Linked DNA regions of Pan troglodytes: region 2 is linked to region 1. Evidence: chromatin contacts called from public Hi-C data. All regions are on one chromosome and are shown on one strand. Each heading gives the region's core, a stretch centred on a gene start, on an enhancer-like site or on the middle of the called end of the contact. The rest is flanking DNA. Distances are from core to core; before and after follow the strand shown. Region 1 has its middle 20 kb from the start of ANKRD33. Region 2 has its middle 55 kb from the start of SCN8A.

Region 1 (6,676 bases), core at 1,059-3,558:
AGTTCTAGATGAGCACCAGGCCAGGTACAGAGGGGGCAATGGTTGGTGAGACCCAGCCCCTCCACCAGCCCCCCACTCTGGAGGGTCATACAGCAGTGAGCTATGGTTCCAGAAGAGCCAAAGCATAGCTCCAGCCCCAGTTTTCCCGGCTGGCAACCTGCACTCTTTCATCAGCAAGCCCTACACGGCTTTCATGAGCATTTTGGAGTTTGATCCTGGTGGGGTCCCTGGGAGACAGGTATTATGTACGCCTCCCCCACCATTTTGCTACTGTGGTCTCAAGAGGGTAAACGGTTGCCCTCTGGTGGGCAAGATCACCCCTCTGGTGGGTAGCAGAACTGAACCAGGAACCACCCTCCGCACCACTCCAAGTGCTGTGGGGACCCAGAATATGGGCGTGGGCTGAGGCTCAACTTCCTCTTCTACCACTTGCCCAGCTGGCCCTGTGCCTGACCCCCATGCTGAGCTTTCCCTGGTGTTCTTCCCATCTTCCTGCAGTAGTTATTAAATGTCCCAGGCTCACCCTGATTTCTTTACCCCACTCATCTATCTGTTGGATAGTAATAATGAATTCAATGCTTATGCTGCCTGTGTGTTGTGGTGTGTATCTGTGTGTGTGGTATATCTGCTTGTAAACTGAGGCTATTAGTGTCTACTTCACAGGAGGATGGAATGAATTAAATTAAACTATGTAAAGGACTTAGAATGATGTCTGGCACAGTCAGCTGATTAGCTGTCAGCCAAGATTATTGTTATAGTAAGCCATGGGTCTGCCCATGTGTGCAAAGCATCTAGGTGGGTACCAGGTGAGTACAGGTGTTTGTAGCTGGCCCCACCCAGAGAGAAGCCCTCTCGGAGGTGACCAGATGAACTAGCATCCAGTTTGGTCCCAGGGACTCCTTTCCTGGAATGTATGGAGCATGTATTGAGTGCTTCTTGGTTTGCACCAGGCATTGTGCTAGAGAACAAGAAAGACAAGGTCCCCGCGTTCATGAAGCTGACATTCTGGTAAGTGAAACAGACCACAAACCAAGTGAATAAGAAAGATAATTACAGAATGTGGTGAGTCCAGTGGAAGAAATATATAAGGTTAAGTGACAGACTGGATCAGGCAGATGGGGCTGCTTTATTATTGTGGTCAGGGATGATGGGAAGGTGACGTTCCTGGGAAGGATCTGGGCAGAGCGATCCAGGAAAAGCACCAGCAAAGCCAAGGCCAGAGGTGGGGGAAAGCTTATCAAGTTCAATGAACACAAAGGCAGCCAGTGTAAGCAGTGTCTGGGCAGTGGGGAGAAGGATAGGAAGAGAGGTCTGTCTGTGTAGGTAGGGGCTGGGGGAAAAGGTTTGGGCTTCCTTTGCAGGGAAGCTGTGGGTGGCTGTTAAGCGAGGAATCACATGCCCTGGTGTTTTCCTGATTTGTATTTTTAAAGGTCTCTTTGCCTGCAGTGTGAACTGATTGTTGGGGACCCTGGGAGAGCAGACAGGAGTCTTTTCGATTGTGCAGGGAAGTAACAGGAGCTTGGGCAGTTGAGTGGGGGCAGGGGCAGGGGCTGTTTTAGGAACTATGTTAGAGACAGAGGAACAAGATTCAGGGTGAGGGTGGGAGAGGAATTCAAGAAGAAAGAAAGGCCCAGGGAGCCCAGATGATCCCGTTGTTTCTACTCTGGGCCAGGAGAGTCCCCCTGTCCTCTTTGGCCCTGGCCCTGACCCACAGGGGCCAACCCTAGCCATTTGCTCTCCCACTGTGTCTACCCTCAGCAGCCCTAAATCAAGGGCAGGCCAGGCTGGCTTATCCGAGACCTTTGTGAGAAACGGTGCCCCCTGCCCTCCTTCAGAACGAGTCAGCACCTGCCAAGGCCGAGCTTGGAATCCCACTCACCCACAACCACGCCTCCCACCTTGTATAGGTCACAACCTGCACAACCGTACAGCTCCCCTCTCCCTAGCCTGGGCCACTGGCTCGACCTGAAAATCTTCGGAACTTTGAGAACCTAAAGGCCCGGAGCTGGTTGCGGCCGGCCCTGGCCTGAAACAACTCTGGGGGTGGGGGCGGCCGGAGACTCGGCCTTTCCAAAGGGAATCTCTCAGCCCTCGTCCCGGGAGAAGGAGGTGTCTCCACCGGGCCCTCACATCACTCTCCCCTAGAAGCTGGGATGCCCGCGCCCCGGCGGCCAGAGCCGCCCCTCCCGGACCCCCTCCCCGCCGGTTCCCGGCCGGGGAGGCCGCCGCCCCTCCCGCAGGAGCGAGCTGCCGAGCCGATCTTCCGGCCCCAGGCTACGGCGGGGGAGGGTCCGAGCGGTAATTGCTGCCATCTGCTCCCTCCTCCCTCCTCTTCCCCCACAGCCTGGGGGAGGCTCCGAGGCTCGCGCGCTGGCCCCGCGCCCCCGCGTCCGAACGTCCCTCTTTCACGCGCAGCCCTGGCCACCGAGGGGCGGGAGCTCCAGGTGGCCCGCGAGTCCCCCTGGGGCGAGTGCGGGGGTGAACCGAGAGCACCCACCAGCATCTCTTTGCTGGAGGGCGGGCCCTAGTCGGAGCCACACAGCATTGCGCGACAGAATCCCACCGCTGGGGTTCTGCTCCTCGTGGAGCCAGGCCTTGGGAAGCACGGGGGTGTCCCTCGGCCACTCGCTCGGCTGGCGTGCACACGGGTGGATAGTTCACGCCCGCCTCGGGATACGGACGTGTGGATCTGGATTTCGGACCTGGACAGACGCGTCCGGGGTGTGTGTAGGAGGGAGGAGCAGAGCCGAGGCCCGAGGCTGAAGCCGGTGGGGAGGAGGCAGGACTCTGCTCTTCGGGCCCGGCGGGCTGGAGTTATCGTCGGCTGGGGAACCTCGGGCAGCGCTCAGAGCCGTGTCCTCATCTGTTAAATGGGGACCCAGTACCTGCTTCTTGGGTGCATCCAGAGGATTTGATTCCACAGTCTGGGAAGCAACACCTGCGGGTGGGAGAATGGTTAGGCCTGGAAGAGGGAGTGTGGGCTGGGGATGGGAGGTTGGTATCAAGGCCATTTCCTGGGGTCTCCAGCAGCATGGGCTTCAGAGGGTGAAGATGTCTGATGACAGTGCTGGGGGGCATTGGAGGAGTTCGGGAATGTTTATGGATCACCCCCAGGCTATCAGAGTCTCAAATAATCTGTCGCTTTTTTCTCATAAGAACACTTTTGCCTAGCACCCTGAGTTCTGATGTTTTGCTCCTCTTTTTTTCTTCTGGATTTCTGCTCACTAGAATACTCACAGGGTAGCAGAGAGCACCTGACTGCCCTGGTACAGGAAGCCACTCACCCCGGTCCGCTGGTGACACAGACAGCCGTGCTGCCCAGGACCCAGAAAACCTCACCTTGTGGCACAGAAGGTGCCTGCTGCCTCCCTCTCTTGTAGCCTTGCTGACTCCGACAAACCAGTGTTTGTCTCAGAGGCCAGCTCCTGCAGGACTGAACTATGCCTCCTTCCCCTAATCGTCACTGCCACCAGTCCGATGGCCTGACTCCTCAGCACAGTGAGCCTTGGGGTGCCGAGAGCAGGCCTCCTCAAAACCCTGGAGGGGCTGTCACTATAGGGAGGGGATACATTGTGAGAATTCTGGAATCACAGGGACCATTGGACAACCTGAGGGTAACTGACTTCTGCAGGGGTCAGGAGGATGCCCCAGAGTCAGTGGCTTCTGGGCTGGGGTTGGAGGGAGGAATAAAATAAAAGTTCACCAGGGCCGGGAGGCTCGGCCCCAGGGAGGATTATTTGAGGCCTGAAGTTCTGGACCAGCCCAGGCAACATAGTGAGATACCATCTCTGAAAAAAAAAAAAATTAAAATATTAGCCAGCCGTGGTGGTACGTGTCTGTAGTCCTACCTACTCTGGAGGCTGAGGCAGAAAGATTGCTTGAGCCCAGGAGTTGGAAGCTGCAGTCAGCTATGATTGTGCCACTGCACTCCAGCCTGGGTGACAGACTGAGACTCCATCTCTAAAAAAGTTTAAAAGTTCACCAGAGAAGGAAGAGAAGTGGTGCTCCAGGAAGAAGGAGCAGTGTGTGCAAAGATGGGAGTGTGAAAGTCCAGCTGCAGCCTGGGGAAGCATGGCAAGTGTGATGTACCTGCAGGAAGAGTGTTGGAGGGGAGGAGTTGACTGGGATATGGAGGGGAACCATGTGTGAAGGGAGTCTGAAGGGACACAAATACCAGGTCAAGGAATTTTGACTTGAGTTTGTTATAACAAATTGAAGTATCTGCAGGAAGGGGTAGACAGGAACAAAAATGGCCAAACACATGAAGCTGACAAGAAGTAAAATAAGAAGGCAAGGGCCAGCCTAAGTGATAAAAAGGCCATTCACTCATCTGGGCCTCAGACCTGGGAGACAATAGGGATTGGTGAGGTTTCCAGAATTCCCTCAATGGTGCATAGGTAAGCCCCAGGGATACCTTCTAAAGGCCACAGTTGTTACTCAGCCCCAGCCAGTTGTTGCCATCCAAGAATGCAAACATATTGCCAGTGATTTCAAGAAAATTTAAAAATAGAGCGATGTGCACTATTTAAAAATAGTGACTGGAGCCTGTAATCTCAGCTACTCAGGAGGCTGAAGCGGGAGGATCACTTGGGCCCAGGAATTAAGGCTGCAGTGAGCTATGATTGCACCACTGCACTCCAGCCTGAGGGACAAAGCAAGACTCCGCCTTAAATTTTTTTTTTTTTTTTTTTTTAAACAGGGTTGCACTCTGTCACCCAGGTTGGAGTACAATGGCACCACGCCACTCAGCTTACTGCAGCCTCTGCCTGCTGGGCTCAAGCAATCCTCCCACCTTAGTCTCCTGAGTAGCTGGGACTACAAGCACACACCACCACACCTGGCTATGTTTTTTTGTTGTTGTTTCCTTTTTTTTTTTTTTTTGTAAAGACGCGGTTTCGCCGTGTTGCTCAGGCTGGTCTCTTAATTCCTGGGCTCAAGTGATCTGCCCACCTCGCCTTCCAAAGTGCTCTGATTACAGGCGTGAGTCACTATGCCCAGCCAAAAAAAAATTTTTTTTAATAAATGTAGATTTTGGTGTTGCCTCCTGGCTTTTAAATCTTGACAACTATTTTTTAAAAAGTTTAATTATGTGAGTGCCCTAACTACACAGGACACAAACATAATGGGACTAGATTTGGCCCACTGGCCACCAGTCTTCAATGGCTTCAGAGTTGCTGGAAAGCTATTGGAAGTTGTGCAAGGAGGGAAACAATCCGAATAACAGGCCTGAGTTTTAGGACACTCGCTCAGGGGCAGTGTGGAGGAATGGACTGGTAGCAGAAGGTGAATGGGGGCAGTTGCAGTTGTCCAGGCCAGAGAGGCTGAGGCCTGAACAAAAGTGGCTGACCGGGAGATGGGGAAGACTCCCCAGGCACACTGTAGGGATCTTCAGGGATTGGCCCACCCTGGGAAGTTAAAGGTTTAAAGTCTCCTATCCCTTTGTCCCCTCTGAGGGATTGCAAAACATCATCATCTAGTGGGTGGAGAGGCCTATTTAGAGTTGGATACCCCTGGAAATTCCCAAGGGTGGGTGCTGGCAGGCCACCCCATGGGGCTAGTAAGACATTCCAAACTGCCTGCAGAGGGAGGGGTTGTCCTGGGGGAGGGGCTCAGGAATCTGGCCTGGCCTTCAGGAAGACCCCAGCCAGCCCTAATGGGAACCACACGTGGGGTGAGTTTGGAATCCCGGATTGCCTGTGACGTTTGGCTTTGGAATCGGACACTTGGCTGGGGTCGCTCCTGACCTGCTGAAGTCTGAGGCCTCCCAGCCCCAGCTCTCCTCCTAATCGCTGCCAGACGCATTCTGCCCTGGGGCCTGCCTGGTTTCTGGAGAGAGGGTGCTCCTTGGACCCCACTTGCTGTAAGATCATCATCTACACCCTGGGGGAGTAGGGGTCCTCAGGCAGGAATTCCAGGCTTCCTGCACGGCCAAGGGTTGATGCTCTCAGAGATTGCCGACCAAGAAGTTCCTTCCAGTGTCCATCAAAACAGTATTCCCTGAATTTACAACCCTCTTGGAGTCCTGATGGCTTCTGGCCTTGCAGAGACCGGTACCCTCAGCCTCCACCCCTCCCCTGCAGCGTCTGCGGGTGCTCTGTGGCTCTGGCAGTCGGAGCCTCCCCCCATGCCCCACAGGGTTAATTCCTTGCACCATCCTCAGGCACTAGGAGCAAGGAGCAGTCCAAAGGGCAGGGGACAAGCCCTGTGAACAGGTGGTTTGCTCCTGAGGAGTCCTTGAAAAACCAGAGGAGGGAAATGAGTCTCTCCTAGCACACTTCCCAAGACTTTCTCTTCCTCCCAACCCAAATACCTCCTTGTCTGAGGACTAGAGCTGCCGCGTGAAGAGATGTGTCAATACATCATAGAGGGTCTAGAAAAACTCTTGGTCTTTATTTGAGTGGCTCACCCAGTCCTTGAGCCACGGCTGTCATCACATCTGCTAAGCCCTCTTCATAACCCTCTGACTATTGTGTGTGTGTGTGGGTGGAGGATGCAGTTTCTGCTTAAGTCCCTGACACTCCCAAGGGCCCCCTCAGGCCCAGCCCCCTCCCCCTTGGTACCCTCTTTGAGAACTTCCAGGCAGCCTGCTCAGCATCAGGCCAGGGGCCCAGGAGCTTGGACAGGCTGCATTCCTGAGGGCAGGGAAGAGGAGGGGAGGACTGTACAAAGCCCACTA
Region 2 (7,778 bases), core at 214-2,713, 330 kb after region 1:
CTGTTGTGAAGCAGATGGAGGAAATTGATCTTTGATATTAAAGGCCATTTTAAGAACTTTGTAAGCCCCAGAGACTCCTAGTTTTATTATAGCAAATATATTAAAACACACTCATATCCTATGTTAAATATAATTTGCCCTGTAATTTTTTTTTTTTTTTGAGATAGGGTCTTGCTCTGTCACCCAGGCTGGAGTGCAGTGGCACCAACACGGCTCACTGCAGCCTCTACCTCCTGGGCTCAAGCGATCCTCCCACCTCAGCCTCCTGAGTAGATGGGACTACAGCTACTCAGGAGGCTGAGTAGAGAAGGTCCCACCATGTTGCCCAGGCTGGTCTTGAATTCCTGAGCTCAAGTGACCCACTACGCCCTGGCCTCCCAAAAGTGTGCTGGGATTATCCACCGTGCCTGACCCTGCCCTCTAAGTTTGAAAGGAATTTTATAATTTTGCTTTGGAAATTATTTGGCGATGAGTAATATTTAATTTACTATTGGTTATGATTACTCAGGAGTCACCATCTCTACCCAGGAATTCTTAAGAAGTGAAAAAAATCTAACCCACAAAATTCTTTTCAAATGGAATAAATATTTATACATACTAAATTTAACAATTAATGAAATTGACAATGTTATGTTTTACTGATATCTAATTAAGCATTTATAAATTTTGTTTTACTGGGCTTTTTTTTTTTTTTTTGGCATTTGGACCCAGTAACTTCTTTTTGGGTCCACAAGATAAAATGGCCCTATTGATATGTGTCCCCCACCTGTTCTTCTGGAATCTCTACCCCAGGGTAAATGGGACTTTATTACCCTCCTGCCTCCCTCCAACCCCCCAGCCCCTCCCCAGCTTTATCCAGTCAACTCTCTTCAGAAGTTCCTCATGCTCAACTTTTTCCTCTTTTATTCTTTACCCTTCTTCCTTTTCTCATCTTTCTTTGGCACCCAAAACATTTCTGATAGCACCTCGGCTCTCGGCACTCTGAGCTCTATTAATGTGCTAATGTCCTAAATGTTTAATGACTCACAGTCCAGGCAACTTGGTTATGTCTTTTCATAGTTACATTTTAATTGGGCCTTTTTAGAGATACAACACTTGAATTCAAAAGGCTCTCTTTAATGATGTGAATTTAGGGCTTAGTTGTGGGAGATATTTCTAGGGAGGTGCAAAATCCTTTGGGAGTAAATTCCAGCAACAAAAAAAATCCTCTTCCCCTGGGAGCTCACAGATGAGCTGAGGAGGTAACATGTAATGCATAACCAGGACAGAAGGTAGACGGCACCATTAGGGACGCGTAGAGGAAGGGCGTGGGGGCTTACAGCAGAGAGCTTGCTTTCAGCTGCGGGAGTCAGAGGAGGTTACCTGGAGGAAGCGACATTTGAGTTGGACCCTAAAGGATGGGTGGGGTTTGGAGCCCTGGTGCTTCTGGCTCACTCCTTCCCTTCTAACCAGCTGCTGTTCATGAGTTCCTCCAGCAGAGGGCAGGCATAGCAAAGACGGGAAGGAGAGTCCGATTCTTCAGCCCAGTCTTGAGTGGGGCTTTGCGTGCCCAGAACTGTCTAGACGGCTTTCTGGGTTTACTAAGAAGGGGCGGTAACTGAAACCTGGTGCCACCTGCCCTGGTGCCACCTCTCCATGGACACTAAGGTGCCCTTTCTAGAGCAGTCAGGCCGGGCAGGTTTGGGCAGTCCAGCCTGGGGAAGGGGAGAGGACTGCCTTTCTGGGTTGCCATGGGAGTTTATTCCCCACTCTCCCTAAGGAACTGGGAGCCGAGGTATGGGTTGCTTTGGTGCTTAAAGTATTTCTCTGTCTAAGGTCAGATGAGACAATAATTCATGCTCAAGTGGTTTACTAAGGAAATATTCCCAAGAAAATATTATAAAGAAGTGGGGACAGTAGAATAGGGAAAGAGTAAATGCCAGGCAAGTGTCTGATTTGGGGTGAAGTCCCAGCCTCAGCCTGATGCCTGAGGGAGCTCCAGGGGCGTGCCTTGCAGCACAGAGTTTGCCCTCCCTCAGGGCAAAGGAACAGGGCTTTGTACTGCTGCACCCATCAATGGCTGACCACGGCTGCCCCAGGGGGACGTCAACTGGCAGCCCCTTCCAGTTCTTGGTGCATCTGGGTGACTTAGCCCCAGGAGCCCGTGCTTTGTCGTCTGAAGACAGGTGTTGATATGAGCCATCGACAGTGAACATACACAGCTGGAAAGAGGATCTGAGGACAGCTGGGTGCGGCTCCGACCGCCTTTGCTACTCTCTCCAAGGCCCCTTCTATTTATCCAGTCTCCCCATGACCAAAGACTTTGTCTTGCAGACAGAACTACCACTGGGGAAACCCAGGAAGATTCCAAGCCCTCTTGTCTTTTCAGAAGAGATCATTTCTGGTCTCTCAGCACCTCTGGTCTTGCTCTGGGGAACCTGTATTTTTATTGCAGGAGTCCTCACCTCTGTCCCCTAATCCCTTCTACCCCAGCTCCTCAAAATGCATCCCTTCAGAGTTCTCCACCCTCAGCTAATTGTCAGTTCAGGCATTGACGTTCCCCATGGATGCATTAATGGCAGAGAGATGCTCTGACAGGCACTATGTTTTACCCAGCTCTCCCTTCTGTTACCACTCAAGTGGGAGCTCTCCGAGAGCAAGGGCTGTTTCTCATTCCTTGCCCAGGCCTGCCTGATGGAGTGGGTCTCTAAGTGCAGTTCCTGGACCTCCAGCATCAGGCTCACGGCAAGTGCGTTTTATAATCTTAACTTCCCCGCCAGCCCCCATCCCACCGCACACACACAAAAGGGGTCTGGAAATCAGCCTCTTTCACAAACTTCCTAAGTAATTCTGGTGCTCATTAAAGAATGAGAGCCATGGCCCAAGCACTCAAGGGGCAAATGAGTCCTCCAGAGAACTTTCAGGAACCCCCATGGCACACTTTCACCTTTGTCAAGCCACATCTCACCTTCTCAAGGAGCCCCACCCCCGCCCCAGTGCTCCTGATCCCCTGTACCTATTCTACTTCTTCCTACCATAGCATTATCACCTTTTTCATTATGTGTATCGCTAAGTCTCTCACCTTCCCCCATTAGAACATGAGCTCCATGAGGGCAGGGATCTTTGTCTGGCTGACTGCTATGTCCCAGTGCCTGGAATGCAGTATCCACACATGGTTGGTGTTCAAAAACATGTGTTGCATGAATGAATGAAGTAATTGTGTGGAGAGGCATCAGAGTAACTGAAGACAAAGATCATTACAAATTATCCACTTCTAAACTTCTTTGATAACAGACACTGCATTATCTGTGCCCTGAGACCCCCCTCAGATTCAATGACTTACTGGCAGGACTCACAGGACTCCGAAAAGCTGATATACTCACAGTTATGGTTCATTACAGAGAAAGGATACAGATGAACATCAGCAAAGGGACAAAGTAGGTGGTGATGTCCAGGAGAAATGAGGCAATCAGGCTCAACCTTCTAGGTGTCCTCTCCCAGTGGGCCTGACGGGAATGCAGTTAATTCCCCCAAAAACTATGCATGACAACACGTGCAAAATATTACCAACCAGGGATGAGCCTTGTTGTCCAGGGGTTTTATGTGGTGGCAGTACCCACATGACTTATTTTAGCCACTCAGTCTCTAGTTCCCCACGCTACTGAGAGGTCAAACTGTTGGTGCACAGCCCAGGCAGGGCCTTAGGCATACAAAACCAGACATTCACCATAAATCACTTTATTAGCACAAACTGGTCAGACTGATAGTGTGGCCTAAGGCCTGGGGCATAGAAAAAAAGTCAACCAGGCAGGATCTTCCAAGGGCTCAAAGGTCACCTCCCAGGAGCCAGTCAAGGGCCCAGTCCTGAAGACAGGCCTTTCTTTGGAATGTGCAAGGTTTGAGCAACCCATACCTGCTGCGTTAACCCTTTCCTGCGCAGACACCAGTAAGCAGATTCTCAACATGGCCCCAACTGAGACTGTTCTGTAATTAATCTATGTGGTTGGTATTGGTCTGACTTCTCCCCAGATATTATTGTGCCTAATTAGGTTATACTTGCAGGCTAACTTACCTCAGGGTTGGGTCATATATTCATTTCACAGGGTTAATGAGCACGTACTGTGTGCTAGATATGGTGCTTTATGGGGAATGCAAAAATGGACATGGCAGACATGGTCCGTGTCTCAGGAAGTTTAGTCTAGTCTAGTTACAGGTCAGTTCTTGGACTTTGGCATATGAAGGATTCCTTGGAGATAACAACCCACTCTGAGGGCAAGCAGGAAGAAGAGATGACTGTGGAGTGGAGATGATGAAGGTGAGGGAGAGAAAGGCTCTTCCCTGTCATTAGCTCTGCCCTTTGAACCTTCAGCAAGAAGATCCTGGGAGATTCCTGTGGCTTGTCTGAGGCACTGGAGATTTGCTTGGAGCAAGGCCGCCTTCCAAGATAAAGGGCAGCCAGGAAAAACCTTAATGCTCTATCCATATTTATGTATCAAATACTTACATGGCACCTACTATGTGCCGGATGCCATTCCCAGCATTCTGCAGATATTAGCTCACCACCATGCCAAACCCCTGCCTGTAGCTCCTGGCACATTCCTGATGCTCTGCGGGCTGTGTGTCCTGGGGAGAGCAGCAGATGTCACCATGCCCTCAGAACCTCTCCTGGTTCTCGTGCTTTCTTACTCTCATATGCCCATCCCATCCCAGGCTCATGCCCTCCTTTGCCTTGTGTCCTCAGGAGTGCCCTGTCTTTTGTGAGCACACTCCCCTATGTTCTTGAGCTTTCCTGCTAACACTTCTGGAGCTTTGCTTTCACTGAAGCCTGACTTTCCCCAGGGTATACTGATGCTCAGCTCAGGTACTCGATGAGCCAGTGACAGATCAGTCTGAAGTCTGAAAAGCAGGCGAGGGCAGTAGTAAGGACAGAAACAGGAATTCAAGAGGAAAACACCCAAGGGCAGATCAAGAGGTCCCAGAGTCCCTGAGACTCCCTCAGCAGAGCCAGCACCTCAGATTATGTTCCTCTGCATCATTTCTGTATCTCAGCTCAGCAACAGCTCTGCTCATACCCAAGAAATGCTTGTGGATTAAACACAGAGGCCCAGTCTCTGTGAATGCCACTGGGATGATATTTATGCACCATAAAATAAACGTTAAACACTCAATACATACATTGCATTGTAGCAAAGTGATTTCAAATATATCATAAAATGACAGGGATAAAATGAAGTGACCTTCATTTCCTGCTTTTTATAGAGAAGGAAACTGATACGAAAAGTGCGGAAGTGTCTTACCCAGGGTGGGTCATGCAGCTAGTGAGTGGCAGAGCTGGGATGAGGAGCTGAGATCATGGTCAGATGGAAGTGGAGTTTGGGCCCCCCAGAAGGCTCACCAGTGGTTGCTGGGCAGGCATTGAATTTGCCCCTCATCTGTGTAGCTGAAGCTGAAAGGGAGTCCTCAGCATGCTCAGTATTGAGACAGAAAATCTCTCTTCTCCATGATGCCAACCTCAAGAGGGAAGAGGGAGGTTGCCCTCAAATAAACTAGTGATATGTGTGGGCGAGTTTTCCCTGAAAAATGTAGCAATTCCCCAGAATCCAGGGGCAGGTTTTCTTTGTTTTTTGTTTTGTTTTGTTTTGTTTTGGAGACAGGGTCATGTTCTGTCACCTAGGCTGGAGTGCCGTGGCACAATCATAGCTCACTGCAGCCTCAAATTCCTGGGCTCAAGCAATCCTCCTGCCTCAGCCTCCTGAGTAGCTGGGACTACAGGTGTGTGCCACCATGCTCAGCTAATTTTTAAATTTTTTTGGTAGAGATGGGGTTTTGCTATGTTGCCCAGGCTGGTCTTGAACTCCTGGGCTCAAGCGATCCTCCCACTTCAATCTCTCAAAGTGCTGGGATTCTACAGGCATGAGCTGCCATGCCTGGCCAGGTTTTCTAAATTTCATAATATTTATTGAAGTTCCTATTTGTCTTGAAGTGCACTTGTACTATTCTCAAACAGCAGGTAAACCCCTGATAGTAGGAACCCACTCTTTCTTTTCTCAATGTTGAGGTGCCTGGAGGAGGCCCTAGCCCAGCTCGGCATCTGTTGTTTTTTCTGGCCTGGGGAAAGTCTGTACTTCTCTGTAAAGGTTTTGTTCAAGTCCTGGTGGCTGATAAAGAATCTGGGCTACTCCTACCTGGTTTTGGGGGTTTGGGGGGACAATGAGGGGCCTCAGTCTGGTGGGGAGCTGGAGAGCCTGCTCAGGGATGCTTGATCATCTCTACTCAACCAAAACCCATGCAGTCCAAACCATCTCCTGCTGCAGCAAAACGGCACGCCCATTCCCTGCAGGAGGAGAATCCGTTGGTTCTGTTGGGGAAAGCAGTTAGCTGAAGAGTAGTATCAAGAGCTTTACAAATCGGCATATCCTTTAAACAAACAGTTACCATTACAGAATCTATTCTAAAGAAATGATGTGACAGCAAAACCTTTACTTACAAAGATGTTTGTCACAATCTTGGTAACAGGCAATCAATTAGAAATAGCACAGATGTCCAACAATAGGGAATTGGTTCAATCAGTCGTTGTGTATCCCTTGATGTTATCCAGTTATTAATAATGATGTTTATAATGACTTTTTGATGACATGATAGTGGCCAAAAAAATCCAGATTCCTACCACAAAAAAATTAAGATAATTATATGAGGTGGTGGATATATTAATTAGCTTGGTGTGGTGATCATTTCACACTGTATACATATACCAAAACATCGAGTTGTTCACTTTATATGATTTTTGATGATTATAGCTTAATAAAGCTGAAAAAATCAATTCAAGTGTTACATACAGCATGGTTGTAATAATGTAAACAGAAATATGCTCAGAAAATGACTAGAAAGAAATGTATCAAAATGTGGTTTCCTTCAATGGTAGAATCACGGATTTCTATTGTCTTCTTTTCATACTGTTAAACCTGATTGTTAGGCGGACAGCTCAGAAGGCCTCTGTGGTTCCATCCTTTGGTGCCCACACCTTTGTACACTCCCTCCCTTCGCGTGTGGGTGCAACCTGTAAGATGCAGCCAACAGGCTGCGGCAAGGGCGATGGGACGCCACTCTGTGATTATGAACGTTATATAGCAAAGGTGAGGAGATTTCTCTGGTGTAATTACTGCCCTCAGTCTGTTGACTCTAAGTTAATCACAAGGGAGATTATCTTAGTAGGCCTGACCCAATCATGTGAGTTCTTGAAGAAAGGGTCCAGGAATAAGAGGTACTCTCTAGAAGGGGTTTACCTGCTGTTTTATTGTTTGTTTGTTTTGAGACAGGGTCCCGCTCTGTTGCCCAGGCTGGAGTGCAGTGGTGCGATCTCGGCTCACTGCAACCGCTGCCTCCCAGGTTCAAGCAATTCTCCTGCCTCAGCCTCTGGAGTACTTGTGATTACAGGTGCCCACCACCATGCCTGGCTAATTTTTGGATTTTCAGTGGAGACAGGGTTTCCCCATGTTGGCCGGGTTGGTTTTGAACTCCTGGCCTCAAGTGATCCGCCCGTCTTGGCCTCCCAAAGTGCTAGGATTACAGGCGTGAGCCACCGTGCCCGGCCTTACCTGCTGTTTGAGCATAGTACAGGTGCGCTTTAAGAGAAGTAAGAACTTCGAGAAATATTTCGAAATTTAGAAAACCTGTGACTGGATTCTGGGCCTCCAGAAGCTATCAGCCATGACATGACACGGCCATAGAGACCAGTGGTCTCTGAGAGTGGAGGGCCTCAGCCCACAGCCACAAGGATCTGAATTCTCCCAACAACTTCC

The links. A called contact is a pair of places that touch in the nucleus more often than the background predicts.
Region 2: a contact with region 1 is called in a Hi-C map of stem cell-derived neural progenitor cells, with 4 times the contacts expected there. The contact joins two enhancer-like sites. A contact is called at or near these places in 2 of 7 Hi-C or Micro-C datasets (induced pluripotent stem cells and stem cell-derived neural progenitor cells).

What each region holds. Positions count from the first base shown.
Region 1 is chr10:44,002,918-44,009,593 of NHGRI_mPanTro3-v2.0_pri, forward strand. No RefSeq gene overlaps it. Among named protein-coding and RNA genes, the nearest start is that of ANKRD33, 20 kb to the left of the region's middle. Within about 2 kb of position 2,309, at least 11 of the 24 cell types and tissues checked have an H3K27ac peak or open chromatin away from gene starts, as enhancers often do. A contact at or near this core is called in stem cell-derived neural progenitor cells, where this site is marked.
Region 2 is chr10:44,333,963-44,341,740 of NHGRI_mPanTro3-v2.0_pri, forward strand. No RefSeq gene overlaps it. Among named protein-coding and RNA genes, the nearest start is that of SCN8A, 55 kb to the left of the region's middle. Within about 2 kb of position 1,464, at least 3 of the 24 cell types and tissues checked have an H3K27ac peak or open chromatin away from gene starts, as enhancers often do. A contact at or near this core is called in stem cell-derived neural progenitor cells, where this site is marked.